2 separate regions of the Ovis aries genome follow, and region 2 is linked to region 1. Evidence: chromatin contacts called from public Hi-C data. All regions are on one chromosome and are shown on one strand. Each heading gives the region's core, a stretch centred on a gene start, on an enhancer-like site or on the middle of the called end of the contact. The rest is flanking DNA. Distances are from core to core; before and after follow the strand shown. Region 1 overlaps TENT4A (terminal nucleotidyltransferase 4A). Region 2 overlaps NSUN2 (NOP2/Sun RNA methyltransferase 2).

Evidence for each region. Hi-C and Micro-C count contacts between places; a contact is called where the count stands out from the background.
Region 2: a contact with region 1 is called in a Hi-C map of liver, with 4 times the contacts expected there. The contact joins two enhancer-like sites. A contact is called at or near these places in 4 of 16 Hi-C or Micro-C datasets (hypothalamus, liver, muscle and 1 more).

Annotation. Positions count from the first base shown.
Region 1 is chr16:66,521,836-66,524,936 of ARS-UI_Ramb_v3.0, reverse strand. It overlaps TENT4A (terminal nucleotidyltransferase 4A), which reads left to right. Exons shown (of 13, transcript XM_027980175.3): 6 at 439-567; 7 at 2,670-2,883. Among named protein-coding and RNA genes, the nearest start is that of TENT4A, 30 kb to the left of the region's middle. Within about 2 kb of position 1,641, at least 12 of the 54 cell types and tissues checked have an H3K27ac peak or open chromatin away from gene starts, as enhancers often do. A contact at or near this core is called in liver, where this site is marked.
Region 2 is chr16:66,679,953-66,683,491 of ARS-UI_Ramb_v3.0, reverse strand. It overlaps NSUN2 (NOP2/Sun RNA methyltransferase 2), which reads right to left. Exons shown (of 20, transcript XM_042233950.2): 14 at 605-789; 15 at 238-330. Among named protein-coding and RNA genes, the nearest start is that of NSUN2, 25 kb to the right of the region's middle. Within about 2 kb of position 1,616, at least 9 of the 54 cell types and tissues checked have an H3K27ac peak or open chromatin away from gene starts, as enhancers often do. A contact at or near this core is called in liver, where this site is marked.

The DNA.
Region 1 (3,101 bases), core at 392-2,891:
TGTCCTGCGTTTGGCAGTGTTGCGTCCTGCTGGTCTTCTGCCTCGTGAGCTGCCCAACCCCACTGCTTGTCTCATGGGTGCCCCTTAGTGTGGGCGTTTTGCCTGCTGGTTCTGGGACCTTCCCTTACCCACAGAGCCCTGTGCTCAGCGCCTGAGAGGGGGCAGGGACTTGGAGGAAGCACCTGTTCACTCCCTGCGCACCTGGGCCTGGGGTCTCCACGCAGGCTTCCCGCCTCAGCCGCACTAAACCATCATCTGGGGAGGTGCCCCCAGCAGGGCCCTAGTGAGCCCTCCATGGAGTGAGGAGGCCTGGCCTCGAGCCTCCTGAGGAGCAGGACGAGGAAGTGAGCTTCCTGTCTGTGTGTGGAGTCTGCCCAGTGCGGACTCTTCAAAGCCACAATAACTAACCAGATGCTGTCTTTCTTTTGGAATTTGCAGAAATATTCATTGCTGCCTTACTTGATTTTAGTACTGAAACAGTTCCTCCTGCAGAGGGACCTGAATGAAGTTTTTACAGGCGGGATTAGCTCGTACAGCCTCATTTTAATGGCCATTAGCTTTCTGCAGGTGAGTACACTTTGTCTCAAGAACCCTTGACCTTGAGGCTGACATGGGGGTCATTGTTCCCTGGTGTTCTGACCAGTTGCTTCTTGGCTTCCAGGTCTTTGCTGTCCCTGCACAGCTCTGTTTTGATGTAGTAAAAATTGACTTCTAATCTTGATGATGAAACTTTTGATCAATACTTTTTTCCTTTGCACTTGTTTTTTTGTGTGTCTGTTGTAACTGTTAGAGGGCTTATCTCATTTTATCAATCAAGTATATATTGACCTAACTCTGAAGAAACATTATGTTTAGAAAAATTGGAAGACATGCCTTGAGAGACAGTGAAAACCTTTTCTTGGTTCTTGACTGTCAATTTATACTGAAAAATTCATCTCAGAAAAAAAGTCGAGTCCCACATACGGGGAAAAAAAAAAATGAGAGCTTTTTTCCTGAGTGATGAGAAGTTGGTATTTCGTCTTTATCTGTTGCCCGTATTTTGTTGAGTAGCGTGAAAAAACCTATTAGGAAACCTGAGTATTAAATTCTGTGGTGCACCGACGACCTGTCTTTATGCTGCGTTTCTAACATGCGGTCTCTGTGTGAATCAAGGCATGATTGTGCTGTTTACACTTGTCAGCCCCTCTGCTGTGTTCTGGCCGCACAGCGCTGCTCCTCTGTTCTGTATCTGTGGTGGCGCTGAGGGTTTTGTGTCGAGACTTGGGTCATTTGTCTCGATACTGTTGGCACTGCTGATGGTGAAGCGGCTGGGCCCGGCGCCCTGCACCCCAGGGTCTCCTCGGCGCGCCTCTCAGGAGGCCCCGTGAGGGCCCGAGGGCAGGTCGGGCTCTCTCTGCCGTGTCCTTGCTGCACCTCTCTCATGCTGCCCTTAGAGCCCTTCTGCCCGAGGTGTCGGACCTTTTTTTTTTTAAAGAACTAAGCATGAGCTGTGTCCTTAATTTATTTCCTCCCACTTACCTGAACTGTCCTGGCAGCCTTGTAGTGTGACCAGCCCACTCTCGTGATGCTGGGTGCCTGGCTCAGTGACCCTGTGGAGGCCACCTGGGCCTGGGCGGGGCGGCCACTGTCAGCTCCACCCCCTTGGTGCCCGGCCCTTCCCACCTCCGTCCTGTGCCCGCTGCATCGTCTGATCCATGTCGAGGCTCACTTGCTTGCCCTGGGTAGCGCTCAGACGGGGAGACAGAGGAGGGAGAAGGCCAGACAGCAGCAGGACCACGGCGCTGAGCCTGCGTGAGGGCTCCTGAGCCCGGACACGCCTGCAGCCTGGGAGCCGAGCTTCCTCCACGGCCACCGTGCCGTGAGCGCTGTCAGCCACTGCTTCTGCCGGGACTTGGACTCGATGTTCCTGTTCTTGACCATCACTGTCCAGCAGCGCGGGTGGTGCTGTTTGCTGGTCCGGTGGGATGGCTGCATGCGCCTGTGGGGCTCTGGCAGGACCGGCAAGCTGAATGTTTGGTTTGTTTTAACTTGTTTAAATTCACAGCTTGAGGCCGTCACAGTGGGCCGAGCACTCAGATTCCTGAGCCTTTTAGTGACTCAGGAGGGTCAGTAGACAGGGGCTCAGCTTCAGAATAAATCCATTAGCTGCTGCAGGGACAGGTGGAGTGGAGCTGAGGCTGAGCTGTGTGCTGGGCAACAAGGCGAGTTTGCTGTAAATGCTGGCGCAAGCTGGTGGCCATTCACAGAGTTAGGCCTTTCATTTTGAGCAGTGATGCTCTTCAGGCTCACACTGCCCCCTGCTGGTTGCATTTCAGAATAACGGAATTAATGCTAGTATCTATAAAACTGCCTCCGCCATCTAGGTGACTCTGCATTGTACAGAATACGGTCCACTCACCTACCACTATTTGGGAATTGGGGGTTAATCAGATGTCTGTGTAGAAATGTGTGGCTTCTGAATTTCAAAGGGTTGGAGTATAATTTAAAAATTCAGATGAGCAGATTTTCTTTCTCTTGAACACCCTTGGTTGACAAGCGATCCAGGCTCCAGTTGTGGTGGGTGGACGAGGGCCCCTGACTTCGTCCTGGGCCGGCCGTCTGAGCTCGCCGCGCGTGCGGTGTCTGCAGTGCCCAGAATCCACACACACTGGGGTGCCTCGCTTTCACAGCTGCATCCGAGAATTGACGCCCGGAGAGCGGATGAGAACCTTGGGATGCTGCTCGTGGAATTTTTTGAACTCTATGGAAGAAATTTTAATTACTTGAAAACTGGTATCAGAATAAAAGAAGGAGGTGCCTATATCGCCAAAGAGGAGATCATGAAAGCCATGACCAGTGGGTACAGACCGTCGATGCTGTGCATTGAGGACCCCCTGCTGCCTGGTAAGGACCTCGCTCTGCGCGGGCCCCCGTCTGCAGGCGCTGTGCTCTGGCCGCCAGTGCCTGCCGGGGAGTGCTCACAGGCGCCCGCCACGGGCAGTCACGGGGTCTCATGTGGAGTCCCGCTGCACTGCCGGGGTCAGGGTTGGCACGTCAGGATTCCTTGTTAATACTTCTAAATAACTTACTGTAAAGTTGCAACTTCGTTTACTTTCTGTAAT
Region 2 (3,539 bases), core at 367-2,866, 160 kb before region 1:
GGCCCGCAGTCCAGAGTCCCCACCTCCGTCATCTCTGCCTTCAGGGGTCCAGCATTCTCTGATGACTGCTCACCTTAAACTGAAGGGTTTGGTAAACACCCTCTAGAGCTTCACCCAGCTCTCACAGGCAGTTAAGAAGGAGCTACATGAACAGCTACGGTTCCATGTGGCCACGTGTGCATTTAACCCCGTGGTAAGCACAAATGAGGAGCTGTGACAGGCCGAATGAACCCTTACTGGATAGGCGGAAACAGCGGGTCGTCTTCGGGAATGAACACAAAGGGATCTTCCTTAAACCCAAACAGCTTCATTTTCTTGGACGGAGGAGGGCTGAGGAGGGGACAGCATGCGGGCATCAGTCAGCGAGGGGTCGCTGTAGTCCCACCAGCCCACGCCTCCCCCCCTGCGGCCCCACCCCAGCCTGCAGGGACGCGGGTCTCTTCCTTGCGGAGGCCGGTCTGAGGCGTCCATCCCCGGCAGTTACCAGCTCCGGGGCCCACACAGCCAGGACCTGCTTGACCCGCAAAGCCTCCACCCAGGCCCTGCTGAAGCCCGAGGGCTGGGCGGACGAGGGGCGCGAGGGCCACGCCGTGGTGGTCCTCACCCGCACACGCCGCCCCTCCTACTCCCACTGCCGTCCGCGTCCTCCGCGCTCTCCGCTGCTCCTGTGTCGCTGATTCCAGGGGCCAGCTTGCTCTCCAGCTCCGAGGGGGTGGAGGCGCAGCCCGCCGTGGGCTCCGCAGGGCTCGGGGGGACGGGGGCCCGCGGCTCTGCTGGTTCACCCTGCGGCTGGACAGGGACACGCTCATTAACACCCAGACAGCAACCGCCTCTGTCCTGACGCAGAGAAGGAAGATTCCAGGGCCACACAACCCGCCCGAACGAATACAGCAGTTCACGTGCAAAAGACAGACTACAGGATTCTTTTAAAAAGTATTTTAAATCTGCTATTATAAGCAGAATTCATGGGCACAGAGTCTAGTTTTAACTTTCTGTTTCTTAGCAGAGGCCAGCAACACCGGCCTGTCTTCACCCAGAAATCCTGCCAGGCTTCTGCTCTGTGCAGTGAGTCACACACTTCCAGACACGCTATACCGGGCCGAGAAGAAAGACAAGGACTCAAAGAGAGGAGAGTGGAAACGCTCCACGGCCCAGGGATCAACTGAAGAAAGATGAAGCGCACCTCGACAGAGGGACCAGTTGTCGAAAAACGAGCTGACTTCTGATCTGGGACAACTGTAGATAAATTCAGCTTTAAGAATGAGCAAAGTGTCTTACTGCCGCTAACTTTTCATGTAAACCTGTATTTACATAAGATCTTAGACATTGCGCGTGACACACAGCACCGGGACTACAGTAACAACACTGCTTGTGTATTTCAAACTTGCCAAGAGAGACCTTAAAAGTTCTCACCTTGAGAAAAAGACATACCACAACCAGGTATATTTACACAGAATCACCATGGCGCGCCCCTGAACCGACACGATGGCCTGTGTCCATTACACCTCAACTTGGTAAACTTCTTTAAAACCACATGTCCTTTCTCACAAGTCACCAGACTGGTAAAAGTGGTATTTCCCAACCCTTATGAACTGAGTTTACAAATTAGGTTATGTACACAGGACAGTCCAACACGCCCGTCAAGTTCACAAAGCTATTAAGCAGACAGGCTGGTAAGGTTCCACAATGCTGTTGCAACACCGCCTCCCAAAACACGTGGTTTCATTGTAAAAGAGGAAGGCAAACAAAGAGCAAACCCCCAAATCCTCTGCCAAGGTTAGCAAGGCTGTGTGTCCTTTCTATCCCGCCCCCCACGTCTGTGCTTCTGGAAATCGCCTGCTTTTCACAGGCTCCCTCCTGCGCCCCTTGGCCCGGAAAGCTCCCTCTGTTGGGCGCAATGAGATCTGATCCCGCGCCCTCACAATGACACCAATAGCACTCTGTCCGCACGCCTCTCCCCGGCCCCAGCTCCAGCAGCGTTCACACTCTGCATCGCTTCAACGGGACAACGGTGTCCTGAAGACCGAGGCCCCCAGTCTTACCACGTGGCCCCAGCACCACCAGGCTAGGTGGGCTCACGTGTGCTCTGACCAGGTCAAACGTGACCAGTGCAAAGTAAGATGGATCTCAGAGTGCAAAATTCAGTTTTTAAGTCTCAGAACGAAAGCATACAGACTACTTCACAAACAACACTGTGACTGCATGAAAATCTCATGTAATGTGCGGCAATGGCTGCAACATGACTTCAGTTGCAGACGAGGTCGGCGTTCACTTGCTGAGCACATGGCTCTGAGCTCCACGCCTGCTCTCCTGACGGGGGCGAGGGGCTGCGAGAGGCAGAAGCCCCGCCTCCAGGGGACCCTCTCCAGCCTCATGAGCCCCAGGATGACCACTCGGAAGCGCTGCGTCACCTCCCCATGAGGCTGTGCCCGCAGGCATCTGCCTGGATGAGCCGCCATACCCTAGAGAATGGTTGGCTTCTGCTTCTCCAAAGGCTATAAAGCACCATCGGTCCTCATTTTCCGGCACAGAGCCGAAGGAATTAGAGCCCCGCAGACAGTGACCCCAGGCCCCGGTCCACGGCAATAGGAGGCATGCTGATGGACAAGCTATCAAGTCCCGCCACACGCTGACAAAGGGGAGGACTGCGCTTCACACCGCAACCCCAAGTTAAGATTCAGAGGCTGTCCTCGGGGTTCCCTGGTGGCTAGGGGGAAAGAATCTACCCGCCAGTGCCGGGGACCCAGGCCTGATCCCAGGTTTGGGGAGACCCCATAGGCCTCAGAGCAACTGAGCCCACGGGCCATGATTACTGAGCCTGCGCTCAGGAGCCCACGCGCACTTCCTGGAGCCTGTGCTCCTCAACAAGAGAACCCGCCGCAAAGAGACGCCCCCACCCCGTGACTAGAGAAAAGCCGTCACAGCAAAGATGGCCCAGCACAGCCAAAAACAAAGAAATAAATAAAATTATTACAAAACAAAAAAAGGAGGCAGCCGCCCTCTCCCCATCTCTCTGCCTCATGGCCTCCCTCACACAACCCCGGGGGCGGCTGAGGTTCGTTATGAGGGTCAGCCCTGCCCACGTCCCCCTGAGCCAGGACTGGACAGCCTGGCATTGCCCCTCACAGCCAAGGGGAAGGCTGCCAGCCTGTGGCTGGCAGAGCTGTCCCAGGTGAAAACCACCCGCGGGAGCGCAGGGCTCAGACGCCACCAGCAGGGGTTCTGGCTGAGCCACAGAGCGGTCCTCACGCCTCTTCAAGTTTTATTAAGGAAGCGGGCTGAAGCTGCAGAAGGAAGGCATGCGTGTTAAGCCGCTCAGTCGTGTCCGACTCTGCCACCCACGGCCACGCCAAGGACAACAGCCCGTGCAACTCCCAAACTCCGCCTCTTCCGCTTCCCTTATAAGGTGGCTCAGCTGGGAAAGAATCCGCCTGCAATGCAGAAGAGACCTGGGTTCCATCCCTGGGTGGAGAAGATCCCCTGGAGTAGGGAAAGGCCACCCACTCCAGTATTCTTGGGCTTCCCTGTGGCTCAGCTGG